Linked DNA regions of Mus musculus: all the other regions are linked to region 2. A link is a contact called in public HiCAR-type, HiChIP or PLAC-seq and promoter capture Hi-C data. All regions are on one chromosome and are shown on one strand. The core of a region is the stretch at or near the end of the contact, and the rest is flanking DNA. Distances in the headings are between cores, read along the strand shown. Region 1 holds the start of Gdpd1 (glycerophosphodiester phosphodiesterase domain containing 1). Region 2 holds the start of Appbp2 (amyloid beta precursor protein (cytoplasmic tail) binding protein 2). Region 3 holds the start of Heatr6 (HEAT repeat containing 6). Region 4 holds the start of Trim37 (tripartite motif-containing 37). Region 5 holds the start of Ints2 (integrator complex subunit 2). Region 6 holds the start of Tada2a (transcriptional adaptor 2A). Region 7 holds the start of Prr11 (proline rich 11).

The links. Promoter capture Hi-C pulls out the DNA fragments that hold promoters and counts their contacts. HiCAR-type assays count read pairs that join an accessible place to other places. HiChIP or PLAC-seq counts read pairs in DNA pulled down with a chosen protein or histone mark. Capture Hi-C pulls out chosen DNA fragments and counts their contacts.
Region 1: a HiCAR-type map of astrocytes shows a contact between it and region 2, with 4 times the contacts expected there. The contact joins the promoter of Gdpd1 here to the promoter of Appbp2 in region 2. A contact is called at or near these places in 1 of 39 promoter capture datasets (liver) and 1 of 115 datasets of contacts at active chromatin or transcription factors (astrocytes).
Region 3: a contact with region 2 is called in a promoter capture Hi-C map of hippocampal neurons, with 4 times the contacts expected there. The contact joins the promoter of Heatr6 here to the promoter of Appbp2 in region 2. A contact is called at or near these places in 1 of 39 promoter capture datasets (hippocampal neurons) and 1 of 9 other capture datasets (pancreatic islet).
Region 4: a promoter capture Hi-C map of adipose tissue shows a contact between it and region 2, with 4 times the contacts expected there. The contact joins the promoter of Trim37 here to the promoter of Appbp2 in region 2. A contact is called at or near these places in 2 of 39 promoter capture datasets (liver and pre-B cells), 1 of 115 datasets of contacts at active chromatin or transcription factors (large pre-B cells) and 3 of 9 other capture datasets (adipose tissue, liver and pancreatic islet).
Region 5: a contact with region 2 is called in an H3K27ac HiChIP or PLAC-seq map of cardiomyocytes, with 6 times the contacts expected there. The contact joins the promoter of Ints2 here to the promoter of Appbp2 in region 2. A contact is called at or near these places in 5 of 39 promoter capture datasets (embryonic stem cells, hippocampal neurons, liver and 1 more) and 3 of 115 datasets of contacts at active chromatin or transcription factors (cardiomyocytes, embryonic stem cells and pancreatic cancer cells).
Region 6: an H3K27ac HiChIP or PLAC-seq map of microglia shows a contact between it and region 2, with 6 times the contacts expected there. The contact joins the promoter of Tada2a here to the promoter of Appbp2 in region 2. A contact is called at or near these places in 2 of 39 promoter capture datasets (the C10 cell line and hippocampal neurons) and 2 of 115 datasets of contacts at active chromatin or transcription factors (embryonic forebrain and microglia).
Region 7: a contact with region 2 is called in a promoter capture Hi-C map of pre-B cells, with 5 times the contacts expected there. The contact joins the promoter of Prr11 here to the promoter of Appbp2 in region 2. A contact is called at or near these places in 6 of 39 promoter capture datasets (the C10 cell line, embryonic stem cells, hippocampal neurons and 2 more), 1 of 115 datasets of contacts at active chromatin or transcription factors (large pre-B cells) and 3 of 9 other capture datasets (adipose tissue, liver and pancreatic islet).

The regions. Positions count from the first base shown.
Region 1 is chr11:87,072,517-87,075,540 of GRCm38.p6, reverse strand. It overlaps Gdpd1 (glycerophosphodiester phosphodiesterase domain containing 1), which reads left to right and starts at 1,404. Exons shown (of 10, transcript NM_025638.2): 1 at 1,404-1,705. The coding sequence starts at 1,564.
Region 2 is chr11:85,233,705-85,236,425 of GRCm38.p6, reverse strand. It overlaps Appbp2 (amyloid beta precursor protein (cytoplasmic tail) binding protein 2), which reads left to right and starts at 1,306. Exons shown (of 13, transcript NM_025825.3): 1 at 1,306-1,754. The coding sequence starts at 1,617. It overlaps Appbp2os (amyloid beta precursor protein (cytoplasmic tail) binding protein 2, opposite strand), which reads right to left and starts at 1,260. Exons shown (of 4, transcript NR_028329.1): 1 at 1,094-1,260.
Region 3 is chr11:83,752,150-83,755,011 of GRCm38.p6, reverse strand. It overlaps Heatr6 (HEAT repeat containing 6), which reads right to left and starts at 1,375. Exons shown (of 20, transcript NM_145432.3): 1 at 1,071-1,375. The coding sequence starts at 1,289. It overlaps Wfdc21 (WAP four-disulfide core domain 21), which reads right to left. Exons shown (of 3, transcript NM_183249.2): 3 at 2,366-2,518.
Region 4 is chr11:87,125,616-87,128,492 of GRCm38.p6, reverse strand. Trim37 (tripartite motif-containing 37) reads right to left here and starts at 1,418. Exons shown (of 24, transcript NM_197987.2): 1 at 999-1,418. The coding sequence starts at 1,019.
Region 5 is chr11:86,256,331-86,259,030 of GRCm38.p6, reverse strand. It overlaps Ints2 (integrator complex subunit 2), which reads left to right and starts at 1,437. Exons shown (of 25, transcript NM_027421.3): 1 at 1,437-1,827. All of the region lies in intron 2 of Brip1os (BRCA1 interacting protein C-terminal helicase 1, opposite strand), which reads right to left.
Region 6 is chr11:84,128,106-84,131,168 of GRCm38.p6, reverse strand. It overlaps Tada2a (transcriptional adaptor 2A), which reads left to right and starts at 1,601. Exons shown (of 16, transcript NM_172562.3): 1 at 1,601-1,632. It also overlaps a transcript of Acaca not described here.
Region 7 is chr11:87,107,433-87,110,296 of GRCm38.p6, reverse strand. It overlaps Prr11 (proline rich 11), which reads left to right and starts at 1,583. Exons shown (of 10, transcript NM_175563.5): 1 at 1,583-1,656. It overlaps Ska2 (spindle and kinetochore associated complex subunit 2), which reads right to left and starts at 1,036. Exons shown (of 4, transcript NM_025377.3): 1 at 993-1,036. The coding sequence starts at 1,025.

The DNA.
Region 1 (3,024 bases), core at 155-2,654, 1.8 Mb before region 2:
TAGTGTATTGTAATTGATCCTATTTTCCCAGATACATTTAAAATAGTGTCCTGACAGGATTAGATATTTTAGTCCCAATGTTTGTGAAATAGAGTGTTTACCACCTTTCCAAAAGCTGCCACTTGACCCAGCAAGATGGCTTAGTGGGAAAAGGAGCTGCCACCTTAGGTCTCCTTAGGTTGTCCTCTGCCTTTACACGTGCACACACATACACTACACAGGAAATAAGTAAATGCATAAAAAATAAATAAACGAGATAGGATCGGGTGCAGCAACCCTTGCCTGCAGTTCCAGCTAATGAGCTGGATGAAACCAAAAGACTGCTTCACCCTTAGGAGTTTGAAGCCAGCCGGAGCTCAATACTGTGAGTCTGCCTGTTGTTGCAATTGTCCTGGGACTCAAACCCCTGGCCTTAAGGGAAGGCAGACGCAAGTGGATCTCTAGCCCTATTGTCATAGCGAGTTCCAGATCAGCCTCGGTACATAGTGAGACCCAGTCTCTAAGGGGGGGGGGGGCCGGGGGGGAGGAGACAGGAAGGGAGGGAGAGAGAACGGAGAGAGGAAGGGAGAGAGGAGAAAAGGGAAAGAAAAGAATCCCAATACTTAGAAGGCAGAGGCAAACTGGTCTCTGTGAATCAAGAGGCCAGCACACAGTCAACACAGTGAGACACCCTGTCTCAATAAACAAATCCAAACCTTGAATGTGCTTGGAAAGTGCTTTACAACTGAGCCACAGCCACAGCCTTTGTGGCTAATTACTTTGCATAAAATACGATCCACAGCTGGGCTTGCCTACCATCCCAACACTCTGGAGGCTGAGGTAGAAGAACCTGAAGTCGAAGACTCTATCCTCTGGTATATAGTGAATTCAAGCCCGGACTGGGCTAAGTAGATCCTATCTCACAAAACCAAGACCCTGCCCCCATAAAACGTGGTTCCTACTGTATTTCTAGTTTGTAAGGTAGGAGATGAAAAAGAAAAATGGAAAAGTTAGTTGCCAGTCTTTATAGGAAAGGACTTAGTGGTCAGTTTCTTTATTCATGTTTATTTTGTACTGGGGCTTGAATCCCGTACGATCTAACCAACTAGGCTACGAGTTCGAGGTATCAGTAACAATTCTTCGCTTTTCCCACAGAAAGGACTAGGACCTGGCCTGGAATCCTCCTTTGATGCACATTTCCCAGTTACGTCAGATTTTCCCCGAAGGCTATCCTGGCTTGAGAGCGTTTTCGGCTTAGGGACTGCCCAAACAAATCCAAACAAATAAAACCACTGGCAAGTTTCCAACCTCTTGCCTCGGGGTCTTCTTCGAAGCACCTGCGCGTGGGACCACAGCTGCCAGACGCCCAACGCTCCGCGCCGTAGCGCGCCTGCGTATCTGAGCCCCTTTGTTGCTCGGGCGCTGGGGTCGGGCTGCGCCTGCGTGCTGAGTCCGCACGAACAAGTGCGCTACGCCGAGGGCACCGGCTGAGGGCGAGCAGACCTCGAGCAGCTGCCGGCGCTGCGGCCGTTGCTACCATCACAGCACAGTCGGGGTCTCAGGCCCAGAAGGCGGTGACCGAGGATGTCGTCCACCGCGGCTTTTTGCCTTCTCTCTACTCTGGGGGGATATTTGGTCACCTCGTTCTTGTTGCTTAAATACCCAGCGTTGCTGCACCAGAGAAAGAAACAGCGATTCCTCAGTAGGCACATCTCTCACCGCGGAGGTGAGAGGGGTCCCCAGAACCCGATGGCGGGGATGGGGGAGGCTTCCTAGCAGGAGGTAGAGGATGGGGATTCTGGAGAGGCTGACGAAGAATGGGCTCCTGGAACTGGAGGGCTTCCTCAGATGAGTGGTCCGGAGGGGAGGGAAGGAAAGGGGTCTCGTGTCCCAGTCCTGGTGGGCGTCTCTGGGGAGCTAGGGTGACAGGGCTTCTGTGAGGAGGAGAAGCGCAGGATGAGAGACAGAAGTGGGGCGTTCCTCGGCCGATGGAGGGATGATCGGGAGGTCCCTTCTTGGCAGCCTGGCACAAAGCCGGTGCAGATCCAGGAGACACCCGCAGGGGGAAGTAGGAACGGACAGACTGCTTGGAATAGGCTGGTGGCTGAGTCCGTGGGGAAGAGCTTGGGCTCCGGCAGAGCTGAGGATCTGCGAGTACCTGGAGCGAGAGCTGAGGAGTCTGCGATGCCACGCTCCACGCGTTTGTAATTGAGCTCTGGAGAGAAATGTCTCCAAACCAGGGACATTTTCCAAGGTCACAGAGTGTGGACTGAAGTGGCACAAGCAACTTGGAGAGTTCTGGTTCTAAGGATTCCAAAACCTAGCACCTGGGTTGTTGTTTTACTTTGATTTTTGAACATTACCCCAGCAATGGTTGGTGGGCTTCTAAAAGACTAAAATATTTAGCTTATGATCAGTCAGTATTTTTTTAAAGATGTTTCTCTTGCAAAAGTATATTGCTTTTATACAATATCAAGTATATAAGGGTTGAAGCGAGTCCGCTCCGCCTTCTAATTTACTATAACAGGCCACATCTTTGCTTCTTCACTGCTGTTCAATAATGTGGCTTCAGGACATTTCAATTTTTTTTTTTTTATAAGTAATAGTTTTAATTTTTTTTTTAAAGATTTATTTATTTATTATATGTAAGTACACTGTAGCTGTCTTCAGACACTCCAGAAGAGGGAATCAGATCTCTTTACAGATGGTTGTGAGCCACCATGTGGTTGCTGGGATTTGAACTCTGGACCTTCGGAAGAGCAGTCGGGTGCTCTTACCCACTGAGCCATCTCACCAGCCCAGGACATTTCAATCTTAAGGTATAAATTATGAAAATTTTCGGTCACTTTAAACTTTTCTTTAGGGTGAATATAGCACCGGGTTAAAATTGCCTGAAATGTATCATACAATGGTAAACTCTATAGTTTAAAATTTGATGGAGTACCGTAATGATTTTTGGTTTTAGATTTTTCAAAGATGGGGTCTTGCTATGGCGTGCTGGCTAGTCTGCAAATCACTATATAGACCAGGCTGGTTGTGCATTCT
Region 2 (2,721 bases), core at 57-2,556:
GTTTTAGAGGTTTCTATGTTTTTTTTTTAAACTTGATAAATCTGTCAACCCTATTTTGAGGCTGACTACAGCTTTCCCAGGTTTGTCAATTATAGCCTAAGAAATCACAGGACTGAAGAAGTTTAAATGTGTGTATGGTTAATCAGTTTCACTGGATTTAAAGTGCATTTCTCCATTTGTTTGACATGCATTCTCAGACTACTAGAAGAATTTGGTAGGCAAGCCAAAACATTTAATAGATTCTTTTTTTTTTCAATGCAAAAATGGGGAAACGGGGCTTGAATGATTGCTCAGTAAAAAAATGCTGGCAACTACCTTTGATCCCAGCACTAGCGAGGCAGAGGCAGCAAGATCTCTGTGACTTGAGGCTAGCCTGGTCTACAGATAAAGTTCTAGGAGAGCCAGGGCATGTTAAACAAATTTTTCTTCTTTTAAAAAAAAAGAAAAAAGAAAATTGTCCCAGCACTCGGGAGGCAGAGGTAGGCAGATTTCTGAGTTCGAGGCCAGCCTGGTCTACAAAGTGAGTTCCAAGACAGCCAGGGCTATACAGAGAAACCCTGTCTCGAAAAACCAAAATTTAAAATAAAATAAAATTGGATAGGGGCTGGTGAGATGGCTCAGTTGATTAAGAGCACCGACTGCTCTTCCGGAGGTCATGAGTTCAAATCCCAGCAACTACATGGTGGCTCACAACCATCCCCAATGAAAAAGAATCTATGAGCTAGGGCTGAGCGAGTAGAGCAGGAGACAACAGGGCCAGAGCAAGAGGGACAGGCCTGGAACTCACACTGTAGACCAGGCTGGCCTGGAGCTCACAGAAATCCACCTGCCTCTGTCTCTGCAGTGCTGGGATAAAAGTGATGGGCCACCACATCCCTCAATATAGATTTTCTTTGTTTGAGACAGGGTCTCACTCCATAGACCTTGACCTCAGGAGATACCCCTGCCTCTGCCTCCCAAGCGATCCATTCCAAGTGCACCACCATGCCCCGTCCGTGCTGTGCACTTTTGTGAAAAAAAGATCAGTCCTAAAGTTCGTTGATCTAAAAGATCAATTCTTAAAGTTGAAGAGGGCTGTCGTCGAAAAACTCACTGAAACGAGACTGTGTTGGAGAGCCACAGCACGCTGGATAAAACACCACTCCAACTACCGCCCAGCTTCCCCGGTGTCTCGTCCTTTAGGAACAAGCACCCAGCGCCCCTCAGACGCTCCGCGCTCTTTCTCCGCAAGTTTTCCGCCTGCCGCATTCCTTCCCGGGCGCGTCGGCGCGTCGCGCGTTGACGTCATGACGCACACACGCAGCCCCGCCCATGCAGAGCTGAGAGCCTGGACGGAACTGGGCTCGCTCTCCTGTTGGGAATGTGAGGCTCTCGGTACGGTCGTGGTCTGCGTTCGTCCGGATCTTCCGTGGCCGCCGCTACCGCCGCTACCGCCAGCACCATCTGCCCTCAGGCCGCGCGCGCACGCAGAGGCCCGGCAGCCGGGTCCGAGAGGCGCGCGCACGCCCGCTCGCCCGCGTGGTCGCCGCCCCTCGGAAGCCTCCGGAGCCTCACACGGGTTCGCTACGGAGGGAGGCGGAGGCCTGCGGGAGGAGGCGGAGGAGGAGCGAGGGAAGATGGCGGCCGTGGAGCTCGAGTGGATCCCGGAGACGCTCTACAACACCGCCATCTCCGCTGTCGTGGACAACTACATCCGCTCGCGCCGCGACATCCGCTCCTTGCCGGAGAATATCCAGTTCGACGTTTACTACAAGGTACAGGCGATCTGTTCTATCGGACCCCGCCGCTGCTCCTGGGCCGCACCCCCTTCCACGTCCACGGCCCGGCCTGTAGCTCTCGAGGTAGCGTCGGCTGCGGTGGCCGCTTTCCGATACGCCGCCACCCCCGCGTCTGCCTCCCGGTCTGTGCGGCCCGGGGGGGTTCTTGTGTGAGAGCTATCCGCCATCCCCTTAGGGGCCCCAGGGTAGGCCTGCGGGAATGCCTGACCCAGCCGAGTCCCACCCGGTCCTCTAGTCGCTGGGGTATTTTCTGTCTTCTCTAGTGTTTGTATCAGCTGGACTTTTTTGTTCCGCTCCACCCCTAATTCTCCCTACTTTGTCATCTCGTCGATCCTCTTTACCCGAGTAACTGCTTTCTTTCTTTTTCTTTTTTTTTTCCCCTCCCTTCTCTAATCCGAGTTTCGTCCCTTTCCTTTCTTTCAATCCGAAATGATTTAGTTAGGGCTTAATGAAAATGGTCTGTGGGCTTCATTTGCATATCCTTGAAAGCTTTTTTGTGTGGTTTCTAGGTTTGTTTTGGTTTTTCGGTTTACACTTTGGGTTAAATTGGGAATTTTACTAATAGATTAGTAATAGACTGGATCTTTAGAAAGGACGCAGTGAAATTCCCTGAAAGCAAGAAGTAGAAATCTGAATTATACCAATGTGTATGAAAAGTGCGATTTTGCAGCATTCTTGCGTCGCTCCCTCTCAAAAATCTGCACAGAAAGTCCCAAGTTGCTCTCCAAGGAGTTTCAAGGGTAAGTGTTCATAGACGTGGACAATTTTTGCAGTGTTCTGAGAGGGAGGAGAACTTTATGGACTCGGAGCCTCCCTTTTCCTCTCCCCCACGTTTGAGTGTGAACACTGGCCTTATTCAGGGATCCTTGCTTTGAGTCAGCGAGAATTTCAGTTTCCAGTAGCCACTTTTGCAAAATATGACCAGTAGAGCTTTTATTTTTAG
Region 3 (2,862 bases), core at 126-2,625, 1.5 Mb after region 2:
TCAGGTGCCTGAACCCGAGGCACCAAGTGCCAAGTGACTGAACCCAAGAGGAGAACAAGGAGAGAAGAATGGAAAGGCACACATTTTGTTGTTGTTGTTGTGCAAAATAGCCAAGTATATAAATAAAAAGCTCCCTTAATTTCACTTAGTTCCACTCTGCTCCCTTATCCGTGGTGAGCTGCTCGGGATTCTTTTCCCCTTTACATCCTTAAGCCCCATATTTTTCTCTTACTGTTTGGCCGCTTGCTTCTGCCATTTGCCAATATACATAGAAAATCTCTGATTATGCGTACACTTGTATGCGTTTTGTTTGTTTTTTGTTTTTGTTTTTCCAATAGCAGACTCTGGCAAAGAATAGTCTGGAATGGGGCTAGAATAGAGGAAGATCAGTGAGAGACTAGGGAGAGAAGAGTGTGAACTGAGAAACATGTTTGAGACAGACTGAAGAATTTTAATCCAACAGGCTCCAGGGTAAAGAAAAGAAGCAGTGTGCATGCCTTGTGTGTATTTGGGGTGGGGTAGGGTAGAATGAATAGGGGATTAGGAGTATGGGAGACAATGTATTCATCTATACGAGCTATCAAGTTTGAGATGCTCGCAGGTAGGACTGGCTCAGGGGTTCTGGGAATCAGTGATATACAAGAGCGGATGTGTATGAATGAGATGATCCTGACAGGAGAAGTGGAAGCAAACGAGAGCTAGTGCCGAAACAAAACAGAAAATACAGGCCTTACGACAAATTTAGGTTCCAATCTAGCTCTGCCATTTGCCCAAACCGTGACGCTGGATCTCTTGTGAGCTTCAGTGCGTACATCAGCGAAATCAACTAAGACTACCCTCGCTCCGACATTCCCGGAGTCGCTCACCAGGGATGGCAGCTGAGGGCGTCAGAGCAGAAGCCTTTGAAAAGATGCTGGCTTGCAAGCTTTCAGATGGAGGGCAGAGAGATATGGCACGGACCGAGGGAGAAAGCCAGCCTGGAACTAAGTCATCCGGGACGTGGGTGAGAGCCGGAGGGGCCGGAGGGAGGAACCAGCCGTTGTCCGGGCAGGATGAGGCGCGCCGCCTACCTCGGGGGCCACGCCGCCGCCCTCGCTGTAGTTCTCGGAGATGAGCTGGTCGAAGAGCAGGTGAATCTCCATGCGGGACACGGTGCTGTCATCCGGCTGCAGCGCGCGGAGCCTGGCAGACAAGCGGCGGAACCCATCGTCCTGCTCCGGCGACAGTTCCCGCGGGGCCTCTCGCGGCTGCCCACAAGGAAGAGAGGCGGCGACCTGCACCGCCGCCATTTTTCCTCCGTGAGAAAGCCTGGGAAATACTTCCGGGGCACCGCTTGGGGCAGGGCCTGGGTGTGTGCTCCAGTTCCGGAAAGCCATCATTTGAACTGTAGGTTGCAAGTCGTTCTGTGATTAGGATAGGTAAAAGGCAGCAGAAATAAGGCCACCCACCACCCCTTACCCTCTCAGAAAGTTTGCTCTTGGGCAGGGCTGACGTTGCTAGAGTTTCAGATTCTGGCTGGAGTTGGAGAGCACTCTTCTACATGGCAGTGACAGAAAAGTGAGCTATATGGCTTCCTTCTACTCTTGATGTTCTGATAGGACACAAGCTGGAGTTATCACAGAGAAAGGAGCTTCAGTTGGGGAAGTAAGTGCCTCCATGAGATCCAGCTGTGGAGCATTTTCTCAATTAGTGATCAAGGGAGAAGGGCCCCTTGTGGGTGGGACCATCTCTGGGCTGGTAGTCTTGGTTCTATAAGAGAGCAGGCTGAGCAAGCCAGAAGAAGCAAGCCAGTAAGTAACATCCCTCCATGTCCTCTGCATCAGCTCCTGCTTCCTGACCTGCTTGAGTTCCTGTCCTGACATCCTTTGGCGATCAACAGCAATGTGGAAATTGTAACCTGAATAAATCCTTTCCTCCCTGACTTGCTTCTTGGTCATGATGTTTGTGCAGGAATAGAAACCCTGACTAAGACAAAAACTTAACGTATTGACATTAGTAGCTTTTTCACGATTAGGATTAGATAACTGAGAGGAACAGTTTAAAGGAAGGAGGATTTATTATTATTATTATTATTATTATTATTAATTTTTTGGTGCACTATTTTAGGTGGTTTAAGGCTATGCTTGACTGAATCTGCTGCTTTGTAGTAAAGGAGAATGATCGTGACAGCAGGGGTATTTGGTTGAGGCTTCTCACCTAAAGCAACCAGGAAACAACAAGAAACATGTCAAGCCCAGGACAAAATACCCCGTTGACCTATCTCCTCCAGCATGGCCCCTTCTTCCCAAACAGTACAATCAACTATGGACCAGGGAGACGTGTCATATTCAAACCATAACAACCTCCAAGAAAATAACTCAAGAAGTGTTGAGACTTTTACATTAATGATTTATTAAAAGAAACAACTCCTTGTCCCACTCCACTGTGCTGCTTGTAATCTCCATACATGGCCTCCATTTTCAACTGTTTTCTTGGTCACAGAGCTCCAAACAGACACATTTTTTTTTCCAGGTAGAAGCTATAGGAAGAAATGAACAGTAATCAGGGAAGATGGCCTTTGAGAAAATTCTTTGTTGGAGAAATAGATATAAAAATTATACACGAGACCTGCTGTTTTGGGTACCTGGCTACTGCCCAGAGTGCAATGAGAAACATTAGATCTTGATGCTGGAAATCCATAGCACCATCAGAAAGCCAGAAAGCACTACAGGTGGGCTGGATAGATAAATACTCTGAACATGAACACTTTGGTGCTGGGGGCCAGCCCCGGTGGGGTCTTCTTTCTTGTTGGTTCTCCTTGAGGTAGCAGAGGGGGGAAGATCACTGGCGGAGGGTACGACTTTTGTCTTGTGAGATATTTAG
Region 4 (2,877 bases), core at 169-2,668, 1.9 Mb before region 2:
ACTCCAAGTTGTCCTGACCTCCACGCCGGCACATCAATGCACACCCATGCACACACTAAATAAACAAACATTTGTAAAGATATCGTGATTAGAGGCAAACTAATTCAGAATCTGAATTTCTGTCCTGATGTAATCAACTAATTATGTGAGCCTGAAAATCTGCAGCCACTATAAATGCGAGTGTCCCTATTGACATTAAGTTAATAACTAAAAAAAAATTGAAAACAGGGAAGTTTACCCACGTCTATTTTTACTCCATTCCAGAAAAATTAAACCCTCCTAAAACCAAGAAAAGTTTACAAAACCTTCACACAACTTTCACAAGAGCAATTAAGTAGAAAATTACTGATGGTCATAACTGCAAGACCAGGTCCTGAGAGATGCGGACTCTTAACTGGCTTTGGGAAGACAATAAAACCATGGGGGTGAACTGGGTTAATCTCAAGAGCAATGCTCAGTAAGTTATCCCTTATTTTTAAAAAGCAAAAATCATGTAGTACTTTAGTCTCTGAACGGTTCACGCCCCCCAGCCCCCAAGCAATCGTTTTGATGATTCTAGCCTTTATGGAAATACCCCAATCATGAAATCATCTTACAAGAATCAATGCTGGAAACTACTAGTCTTTAAGTCAGTCGAGTGTGAGAGAGGTGTGTGTGTCCTACAAAATGAACCGCTGAGGGTGAAAAAAATGTTTAATCATGCAGAGCAAGTCGTGGCGAGAAAGCAGGGCAAGTCCTTCCGATGAATTTGCAATTTTGCTCTAGAAAGGCTCAGCCTGCAAACAGCGACGAGAGCAGGTGCCAAGGCATCGCTGGAGCTCCGCAGCACCTGACTGCGGAACAGATTCAGCACCGGGCATGCTGAGGGCTGGAAGCACTACCGCCGGGCCAGCCTCCCTCTCCGCGACTCGCAGAGGCTGCCTCCCACAGGGAGGGCGAGCGCATGGGGCCCCGGATAGAAAAGGAGCCCAGCCGCCACCCTCCGTGATGCCCCTCACCTCCACACTCTGCTCATCCATTGCCTCCGGCTCTCGGCGGGGCCCTCGGCGACCCTCGGAGTCCGTGTCTGCGCTGTCAGGCGCCGGCCCGAGGTCGCCAGGTCAGCTGCGCTCACCTCAGCAGGCTCCCACAACAGTGCCACCTCCGCGCCCCATCCCGTCGGGTTCCCCACCGGCTACCCCGCATTTCGCCATTTTTTTTTATCCGCGCGCCAGCCCTGGGGCGGAGAGGGAAGGGCTAGCGGTAGCCGCAACGCCTTCCTCCCGCCTCAGCAGCTGGCCTGCGTCCGCGTGGGAGCCCTGGCCCACGTGACGCCGGCGCGCGCGTGTGAAAACCGCCGCGGGGCCCGTCCGGGGCGGAACAGGCGCCACAGAGAATTCGCAAACACCAACGGTAACCAGGGCAGCTAGAGGCGCGGCAACGGGGCGGACGCGATGCGCACGCGCACTCGGCGTTGCGGGAGGGGAGGGGAGGGGCGGGGCGGAGCGGGGCGGGAGGAGAGGCGGGCGCCCGGTTCCCGCGGTGCGCGCAGCACACGAGACTTGGAGAGGCGGTGCCGCGGGGAGGCGTGTCGGGCGTCGGCGCGGTGCCCTTCGCCTCGCAGATTTTACCGCCAGTGATGTAGGCTCCTTGGTGCGTCCTAATTGGAAGAAGCCACGCTCCCGAGTATTAGGAAGGGACGGAGAGTCTTATTTGCGTTCCCATTGTTTGTGGGTCACCTAAGGAGACCCTGGAGCCGGGAACTCTTGCTTGGTTAGTGTTTGCTTTCCGCCTCTGGGAGGAAACGCAGACTTTAAGCTTTAAAAAAAAAAAAAAAAAAAAAAAAACTTAGTCCCCCTCCATAGTAAATGCATTTGAAAGCTCCAATTGTAATGGACCGGCGATTTCTCTTGACCTGTTATTTTGAGACAAGGTTTCTTTAGTTCATGATAGACTGGACGTATAGTGAAGTCTCCAAGCTTCCTGGAAGTAAGGATTGCAGGGGAGAGGTACCACGTCTTCTCATTTTGGTGAGACAATTGGATCCACATCCCACCGACTAAGGCTTTCTTGCAGCTTGAGTTGTTTTTGCTATGGGGACTAACAAAGAGTCTAGGGAATCGCTTCTAAATTCCTTCCAGAAGAGACCAGTTAGGGTGCAGAAATTGAGGGTATGTGAGACAAAAGGCGTTGGTCAAATACTTAAATCTTAATTCTTCTCTTAAGCTTATTACAAAGTTATTTATGAACCCAATCCAGAGAATTGATAATCTAGAAAGAATCTTTTCGTTACTAGCAACATTTTTTAAAAATTATATGAACTATAAACAAGATTTATGGAGGTAGGACGGATGGCCCAGAGGTTAAGAATACTTGCTACTCCGGGGGAGGACCACTCTCTAACCCTGCCTTTGGTCTCCAGCCTATACTCCAACTCCATTCTGCCCACCTAAAACACCCACACTCACATGCACATATATTAATATAACCCAAAATAATCTACACACACATAATTTAATTAAGTAGAGATAGAATATGCTTTCACAAGCTGGGCATGGTGGAGCACTCGTTTAGTCCCAGCATTTGGGGGACAGAGGCAGGTGGAGTTCCAGGACAATCAGGGATACACAATGACACCGTGTATTGAAAAACCAAAAGCAAAAAAGGCTTTCATTTCAAACCACTTATGGTCTTTGAACTAGATGCAGGCTGATAGTTGCAGAATAATTTTACTAACGTGTCCTGAATTGTACCTTTTTGCTGATGTTCCCATGTCACCTGCACTGACCTAGAACTTGCTATAAAGCATATGCCAGCCTTCAACTCCCTCCTTAGCCTCTTCAGTGCTAGGATATACATAGGTATGCCACCACATTCTATTTACACTTTAAAATTTAA
Region 5 (2,700 bases), core at 188-2,687, 1.0 Mb before region 2:
CTAGAAGAGGGCATCAGATCTCATTATGGATGGTTGTGAGCCACCATGTGGTTGCTGGGATTTAAACTCAGGACCTTCGGAAGAGCAGTCAGTGCTCTTAACCGCTGAGCCATCTCTCCAGCCCAAAAGCTGCATTTTAATAAAATAGTTCAGAGGCTTGACAGATGGCACAGCATGCCAGGTGTTGGTCGCTGAGCCAGATGACATGAATTCAAGTCCCAGGACATACATGGTGGAAGGAGAAAATGAGCTTCCATGAGTTATTCTTTTTTCTCACAAGTAAACACATGCACAAATGTCACACACACACACACACACACACACACACACACACACACACACACACACAAACGCGCGCGCGCGCGCGCAAGGTCATGCAAACCTTGGGTGAACCAGGAACAACAACCACAACAAAAAACGTAAGCTGGTGAAGATGGCACAATCCTATAATTCCACAATTTGAAAGGCTGAAGCAGAAGTTCAGAGCAGCCTGGACTACATAGTGTGGCGCTGTCTCCAGAACATTTATTATGAGATAAATAGACTTGCAATTTTTAAGATGGTGAGACTTTAGTTTTGATTTTCTTTCACAAGTGCCACATATAATATTGAGAAGGTTCCACTGAATTCGTTCCTAAAATTCACTCTTGAATAGGATTTTTGTAACCTCGAGACCCGAGAAAGCTACCAAACATAGAGCCTCTAGTATGAGCCCTGGGCAGACAGAGGGGTTGTGTCAAGTACCAGTCATCCTTGTCTACATAATGAACTCCAGGCCAACAAGGACCACATATACCTTGTCTGAAAAACAAAACCAACCTCGAATGCAAGCCGGAAGTGGTAGCATGCGCTTATAATTTGGGTACACACCATAAAACTAAATAATGAAAAGTTATTACACTTTGGCCTTAGTGTATAGACTTATGATTAATTACTTTTTTTTTTTTTTTTCGACACATGGTTTCTCTGTGTAGCCCTGGCTGTCCTGGAACTCACTCTGTAGACCAAGCTGGCCTCGAACTCAGAGATCCGCCTGCCTCTGCCTCCCAAGTGCTGGGATTAAAGGCGTGCGCCACCACTGCCCGGCTTCATTACTTTTAAAATTCCCCTACACACAGGTCTTGGGATTCTAGAACTTTCTAGACCGCACCGGCAGGGGTTTAAAGGAGGCTGCAATCGGGTTCCATTAGGCAAATTTCTGTGGAGGAACAGAGCGGACAACTTTTGCCATTTAATACATTATTGTTATTTAAATGTCGCGATAATTGGTTCGGGGGTCGGGATTTCGCTCTGACCGTTTAGGAACTCATCTGACAAGGTTCCAAGAGAAAAGCTCTGGAAAACAAGAAAGTGTAACACTCCACGCTTTCGGAAGCGGGGAGGGCGGTGACGGAGGAAGGGGCGGGCCTGCGCATGCGCAGAGCGGCCCTAAGCTGGCTTTTCTTATCGCCGCCGACGTCTTCTCAGTGCTGTACGGTGGCCGGCGCGTGCCAGAAGCTTGGGATGAATGGAGGTGCAGGGTGCAGGTTGAACTAAGTCTCTGCTTTCCCCTCTCTCCTGGTTGCTTCTCCCTTTTTTTTCCCTTTCCTTTTTACTTTTTTTTTTTTTTTTGCAGTGTCCCCATTCTGATTCTCGCTCTGTCGACGGCACTGTTGGTGCCAGCGTCAGAGTTCTTGGTGCCTGAGTCGACTCCGGGCATTGCCGGGGTTTGGGGATCTGGATAATCACCTAGGCCCAACTTCGGACCGCGCTCTCCATTTCTGCCTCGTCTGGCTCTCGGAGGCGGAATCCGAGTGGGTCCCTTGAGGCTGGAGGGTTGATCTTAAGGTATGAAGCGTCGGCTTCTCGGGCCCAAGTGCCGCTTTGTCTGAAGTCCGCCTGACTCTTCGCAGCCCGGGTCACTCGATTCTCATTGCTGCCTGGCAGAGACCCCTGAGTCCTGTCACCTCTGCCTTGAGCTTACTCTACTGTTAAAAGACCAGCGCTTACTATTGAAACAGCAGCATTTCTGCCTACGATTCTTTGTCCACAGCTCTGCTAGGGAGTAGGTCTTAAGACTGAGTGGTCTCTGTTAACTGTTCCATGTCACCTCTCTTTTCTGCTACCTTTTGAAAATTTACTCAAAACCACAGTGCCCAAGTGAGACTCTCTTTAACTCCTTCAGCTGACTGTACATACACATCTACCTCTATAACAATAGGGGTACGGAATAGCGTTGTGGCTTTCAGAACCATGCCTCTGACATTACTTTTGGCCCGTGAGATGATTTACCAGTGTTTCCATGTAGTTGGGAGGTAGAAAGAGAAGCCCAACTGATATTTATATTTATCTGGTAGGCTTGTAAAATGAAAGAGATCTGGCTGCAGCCGTTCATTTTCTCTCCATATTTCATGGAACTCATGTAATGGGCATAATGAGGGAAGTCTTGGCTGTGTTCAGGGTAGGAGGGTTCACTGGGACACAAAGTATTAGAGCAAATGATCTCTAAATTGAGAAGAAACATTAATCTGCAGTTTTCCTTCTTATCTTCCAGATGTCAGTAGAAACATAGAGACAGAAACCTGAGCTTTAATTGTGCCAACAACATTGCCAATGCAAGGACCTACTAAGTATTTAGTATACTTTGTTAGATTTTAAAGAAGGTTGTCATATATGTGGGAAGTAGATACCGATTTTCATTTTGTTGTTTTGGACTCCTTA
Region 6 (3,063 bases), core at 352-2,851, 1.1 Mb after region 2:
GACCTTCTTGCTTCTTCTTCTCCATGCCTATCAAAGCCACGCACCAGGGCCACCGTACCTGCTGAGTCTCATCTATGGTTCTCTCTAGAAATCTGGAAGCTTCTGTTTCTCATTCAATAATTGGATTTCCTCTTGTGTGTTATGTCTGCTAGGAAGCCTTTCTTCCCTATCCTGACTAAAAGAAAATCTATCACTGTTATATCTGGATCCTGATTTATTTCCCATAAAACCACATTATGAGGCATTTAAAAATATTTGTTACTTATATATTAATATGCAACATACTTATATTTTATTGCTTATATATAAAATACACAAACCTTATGTGCAAGAGCATATACTTCGCTCACTACCAAATTCTCAGCACCCAGGGAAGTGGCTGTTCGTTGTGCTTTTGTGAAATGAATGGATTTGGAGAGTCAGTAAATGTGAAGTACTCTATAGCATCAACTGTTTATTTAACGTGGTGGGGATGACTTTCACATGTGAATTTTTAATGTTTTTTCTTTACTACTCTTTTTTTTTTTGAGACAGATCTCTTACTCTGTAGCCCAGATTGATCTCAATCTCAAAGCAATTGTCCTGCACTCTCCAAGTGTTGAGATCACAGATGTGAGCCACTAATTGCACCCAGCTGCAGATTTTATTTTTATTTTAACAATAGACTTATATTACCTGTGTACCAAAAAACAAATCAAGATGCCACACGGGCAGATATCGTATAAATGAATTCCAACAGAAATTGGGCAAATCTATGAAACAGATTTTTAAATAGATATACAGCATAATAGTTAAGATCAAGCCATGGGTTGGAATAGAGCTCTTCCCCAACACTTGGTAGCACTGTGATCCTAAGTTATATATTTCAATGCTGGACCATGAGGACAGTAACAGTGCCTCCCTCAGAAAGTTGTTTTAGACGAACCCTTATGTGTAACCCGCTTTGTACAATGCCTGGCATGCAGTATTGAAGGACTCCACAAATGGAAGCTCTTATAAGAATCTATACTATTAGTAATAAGAGATGTTGGGACATACCTAGCCCTCAAGAGTGACATCAGAGTGGACCACCACATCATCACTGCGTTTCCATGTGGGCCTCTGAAGCCCAGGCAGGGGATGGGTCTTTCCAGAGAAGGCAATTTCGACGTCCCAGAAGCATCAGAATAAAAAGGACCCTCTTCACCCCTCAAGTCATTCAGTCCGGGTAATCCATGAGTGGCATGATGCGCCCGGGGCTCGTCATCCTCCAGTCCAGAGCCTGGGCAGCCTCAGTTTCTTTGCTTGCAAAAGAATTGGAATGGGACTGTTAAGAAAAAAATCTAGACTGAAACAGCGGAAGCCGCCTTAGCACATGCCACCGGGCCGCTTGTGGCGACGGAGAAAGTGACAGCAGGTCAGACTTCAGAGCCCACCGACTAGCAGCCAGGTACCACGCTCCCCATCCCGGGGCGGCGCCACCGGGACCCGCCCGCTGCCAGACTGGAGGAGGCGGGACCGCCTCGGCGTGCTCGCGGCACGGGACCGCGCACGTGAGTCGAGGCCGCGCACGCAGGCCGCGGCGCGCACGCAGAGTCTGCACAGCGCGCGCAGCGGCGGGCTCTTCGGCGCCGAGGTGCGGGACGTGGCGAGGTGAGGCGCGGGGCCGAGCGGCGGGAGCGAGGGCACGCGGGGTCACGAGGTGCCGGCTGGCGCGGCGGGGCCACGCGGCGGGGGAGGTTGGCGCGGCCGGGCGAGTCCCGAGCCCCTCCCCCCGGCGGCTGGCGGTGCCGCAGCTCCGTATTCCCGGCTGGGCGGTGGAGCACGGCCCCGGCCCACCTGACCCGCCGAACCCCCACGTGGGTCTCCGCGCCCCAGTGTTTAGCACTGTTTTGCGGTCGAGGCCCGGCTACAGTGACCTGCCCAAGACCGTGCAGCTCTAAGGATGTTAACTGCACAACTGCCAAGCCCGCGGCTCCCCTGTGCTCATGGGATCCTGCCCCTCCATGCCTTCCCTGATCCCTCTTGTAATTAATTTAAATGTAGCCCATCTCTCAAGGATGTTAGTGTCACTGCGTGGTCTTCTAAGGAAGGAGAGGAAGGAGGATTTTGCTTTCTGCAGCATTGTGCTTTGCAATGTGAAGTGTTTGTCAGAACGTACTGTAGAATCTTTGCCACTGTAAAGGTCTTGATAGAGCCCTGCTGTTCACCAGGCTGTAAAAACATTGTGCAAATACCCCAATCTTTAGCGCTTCATTTTCTTGGGGAAAACAGCCTATGTCAGGAGATTGTTAGGATTCCAAGATATAGTCCCCGTACTAAGATTACATTTAGTACCTGACATATGCCTTTGTTAATTTTTTTTTTAATTAATTTTTTTTTTTAGTCAGCCTCATGTATCTTGGGCTAACCTTGAACTTAATGTAGCCAAGAGTTTCCATGAACTGATCGTACTGTCTGTACCTCTGGAGTACTGGGTTTGTTTGCTCAATGGATGCTGGAGTGTGAATATAAAGCATCCTTGCTAAAACACCCTACAACTGAACTACTGAGCCACAACGTTCTTCAAAGATCATTTTTCTTGGAAATAGAGTAAAAACTCACCCCTACCCAAAATAGCCTAAAGTTTGACCCTCAGCCTTCTTATCTAAGCATTGCATATACTTTGTATGTCAGTCCCCAAGCTAAAAATGTCAACGTGAAAAACCTATTTTGGTTGGAGAGATGGCTCAGCGGTTAAGAGCACTGGCTGCGCTTCCAGAGGTTCCGAGTTCAAATCCCAGCAACCACACGGTGGCTCACAGCCATCTGTAATGGGATCTGATGCCTTCTGGTGGGTCTAAGGACAGCTACAATGTACTCATATAAATAAAATAAATAAATCTTTAAAAACAAAAGGGGGGGGGGCTGGAGAGATGGCTCAGAGGTTAAGACCACTGACTGCTCTTCAGAAGGTCCTGAGTTCAATTCCCAGCAACCACGTGGTGGCTCACGACCATCCGTAGCAAGCGCCCTCTTCTGGAGTGTCTGAAGGCAGCTACAGTGTACTTACAGATAATAAATAAATAAATCTTAAGGAAAAAA
Region 7 (2,864 bases), core at 334-2,833, 1.9 Mb before region 2:
ACAACGGATACCTACGCAGAGGGAAAAAGGGCAGACTGCAGATGGAGTGTTTTACTTTTTAATATTAATCTTGGTATTTTTTTAAAAGGGGGCTGGTGGTCCGATGATCAATCTGGAAGAAAAGTGATCATGCAAAAAGAAGTCTGAAGACAGAACAAGAAAACTAAGAAAAAAGGCGCGGCGATCTAGCGGGCAGTGGAAGGATGGGAGGGCGGGAATAAAGAGAACACTGATGGAGAATGACAAGGCCACTCGGCTGGACGCTCAGTGCACTCCAGCCTTGCCCGCAGCCGCTGAGGGCCTTCGTCCAGGGTTCTCCTTGCACAGAGGAAAGGAATTGAGCATCTAGGAAGCAGAAAGCCGGGCCTGGGGCAACGCCGCTCGCGCCCCGGGAAGGAGCTCCAGGCTCGGTCCCCGCGGCGGCTCCTCTCCCAAGCCGCAAAGAGCCCAGTCTGCGGAACCGCGGGCAAGTTTCTCGTGCAAGTCTAGCATCTTCTTTCAGACTGTCCCAGCTCGCCTGCGAGTAGGTGCATGGTGGACTTGAATTTCTCCGCGCCCCTAGACTTCTGCCCCACCTCATCCTCCATCCCCCTTTTCGGGAGACGTAAACGACCTCTCTCCTCCTCCGAGCTATTAAAGACCGTTCCAGTCACGCTTGGGCAAGGAAGGTAGAAATTCGTGAGGCGGTATCTGTGCCGGGCGCGGCTCCTGGAGCCGATGAAGGAGAAAACCAGGACCAGGGAATTACAAAGGCCCCACACCCTCAACATCTCCCGCCATTTCCCTCACGAGTTCCCCGGATGTAACCCCTTCCCCCGCGGCGGTTAAGAGACCAAGGCGGCGGTAGCTCCCGTAGGTGCAGAAAGAAGGAACTCAATTCAGGTTCCAGCTTCCACAACCCAGTTTCAGGAGACTCTAAAATGCGCTTCACCTTCTAGGCCATCGGTGGAGCACATTAATTACCCAGTAGGTTTCCTTCACTCTCCACTCACCATCAGTTCCAGCTTATCGACCTCCGCCTCCATATTGAATAGTTGACATTCCTCAGACCGCTGAGGCGCTTAAGCTGTAAGCCGTGCTAGCACTGAGGCCCTCCATTGGACAGCTGTCACTCAACGTCTTGCGCTCATTGGCTAGTACGTTCCATCGGCGCCCGCCCATTGGCGCCTGGGTAACGCCCCTCGTTATAAAACGCACTTTCCTGTTGGACAAAGACACAAAACGCCGCAGGGGGATTGGCTGCTGAATATATGAATTTTTCCATTGGCTGCCTTATGGTCCCTACTTTCAAGTTCATACTTGGAAAAGAGTTTGCGATTGGTGTACTCGGAAGCAGCAGCAGCCAATGACATAAAAGCTTCCACTGCGGGCCTAGGCGACGTGACACACCTCCTTTTCTCTCCGGCTTCCCCGCCCCTTCTCGCCCGCCTTTCCTTATTCATACAAGAAGCGCCTCAGTTCCGATTGGCCAGGATGTGATGCTCTTTTGGCCAATCGTAGTCCAAGCTGTGCTTTGATCCTTTCAAGACAACGAACCCTGTAGAGACCACGTCTACGATTGGTCGCTCGTCGGCAAAGATTTAATTTTGAAATTTTCTTTATGGTGTGGAAGAGGCTTAGGCCCGAACTTCGTCTAATCCCCAGGCTCTTAGACTAGTAAGTGCAACGACGTTTTTTCTCTTTGTTACCTGGTCCCGTCTTCCGTTACTCGAACTGTTGATGACTGGGTTCTTATGGAGGTGGGGTCTTGAGCTGGACAGGGAAGGGAGATGGAGCAGAAAAGGAAAGGTTTCGGGCAGGAGAAGAGCTCCGCTGGCAACATCTGAGACACATTTTTTATTTAACACTGCAATATATAGTTTGAAGTGATTGCCTTTTTGCTCAGTCTTTGTCGTAACTTTTTGCTTCTCAAAGGGGGCCCACCGACTGGCGGTAATTGGCTTCTCTGGGCGCTAGCGAAAAATGCAAATTATAGGAATCTACCCAAATTTCCTATCACAATGTTTATTTAACCAGATGCTCTCCCCAGCCATTCTTCAGCGCATTTACGTTTATGGAGAAGTATTTTATGTCAGGTAATTTTACAGTGTTCCATGATGCAAAATGACTTCTGACATCTACTTTAAAAGTATACCCCTTTTACTGTGTGTCTAGTAGTGTGCTGGGTAAGACTAAGGACCTGTGGTCACTCTGAGAAAGACACAGGGAAGAACCGGGTGGGGTTGGGGATAGCAATGCTTCACGACTTAAAACAAAATTGACTATAGGACAATGGCAGAGATCATGCTTCAGCATTCAAGGCAAACCAACTAAACTGATGATGGAAATTAAATTGACTAGAGGGGGATGTAAAACATGTGTTTTAGAATAGTGATGATGAAGTAAATCTGTCACTTATGCTGCTGCTACAGTTTTAGAAGTGCCCCTGGCCAAAGACCTTTCCATATAACTGATGGAGTTCTTAAAGAACCAGCAGTGTCAACTCATGAAGAAGACTAATTATATTGTTCTGAGACAGGAGCTTGTGTATCAACAACTAACCCAGACTTTTTTAAATTTTATTTTTTCAGATAAGGATGTATATTTAAATATAAAACAGAAATATTTTAAGTACTATTAAGTGTTTCAAAATACCTGTCTTTTTTGTTTGTTTGGTTGGTTGGTTGGCTGGTTGGTTTTGGTTTTTCGAGACAGGGTTTCTCTGTATAGCCCCAATTGTCCTGGAACTCCCTCTGTAGACCAGGCTGCCCATGAACTCAGAAATCCGCCTCCCTCTGCCTCCCAAGTGCTGGGATTAAAGGCGTGTACCATCACTGCCTGGCTTCAAAGTACCTGTCTTAAAACAAACCTTTCATTTTGGGTAA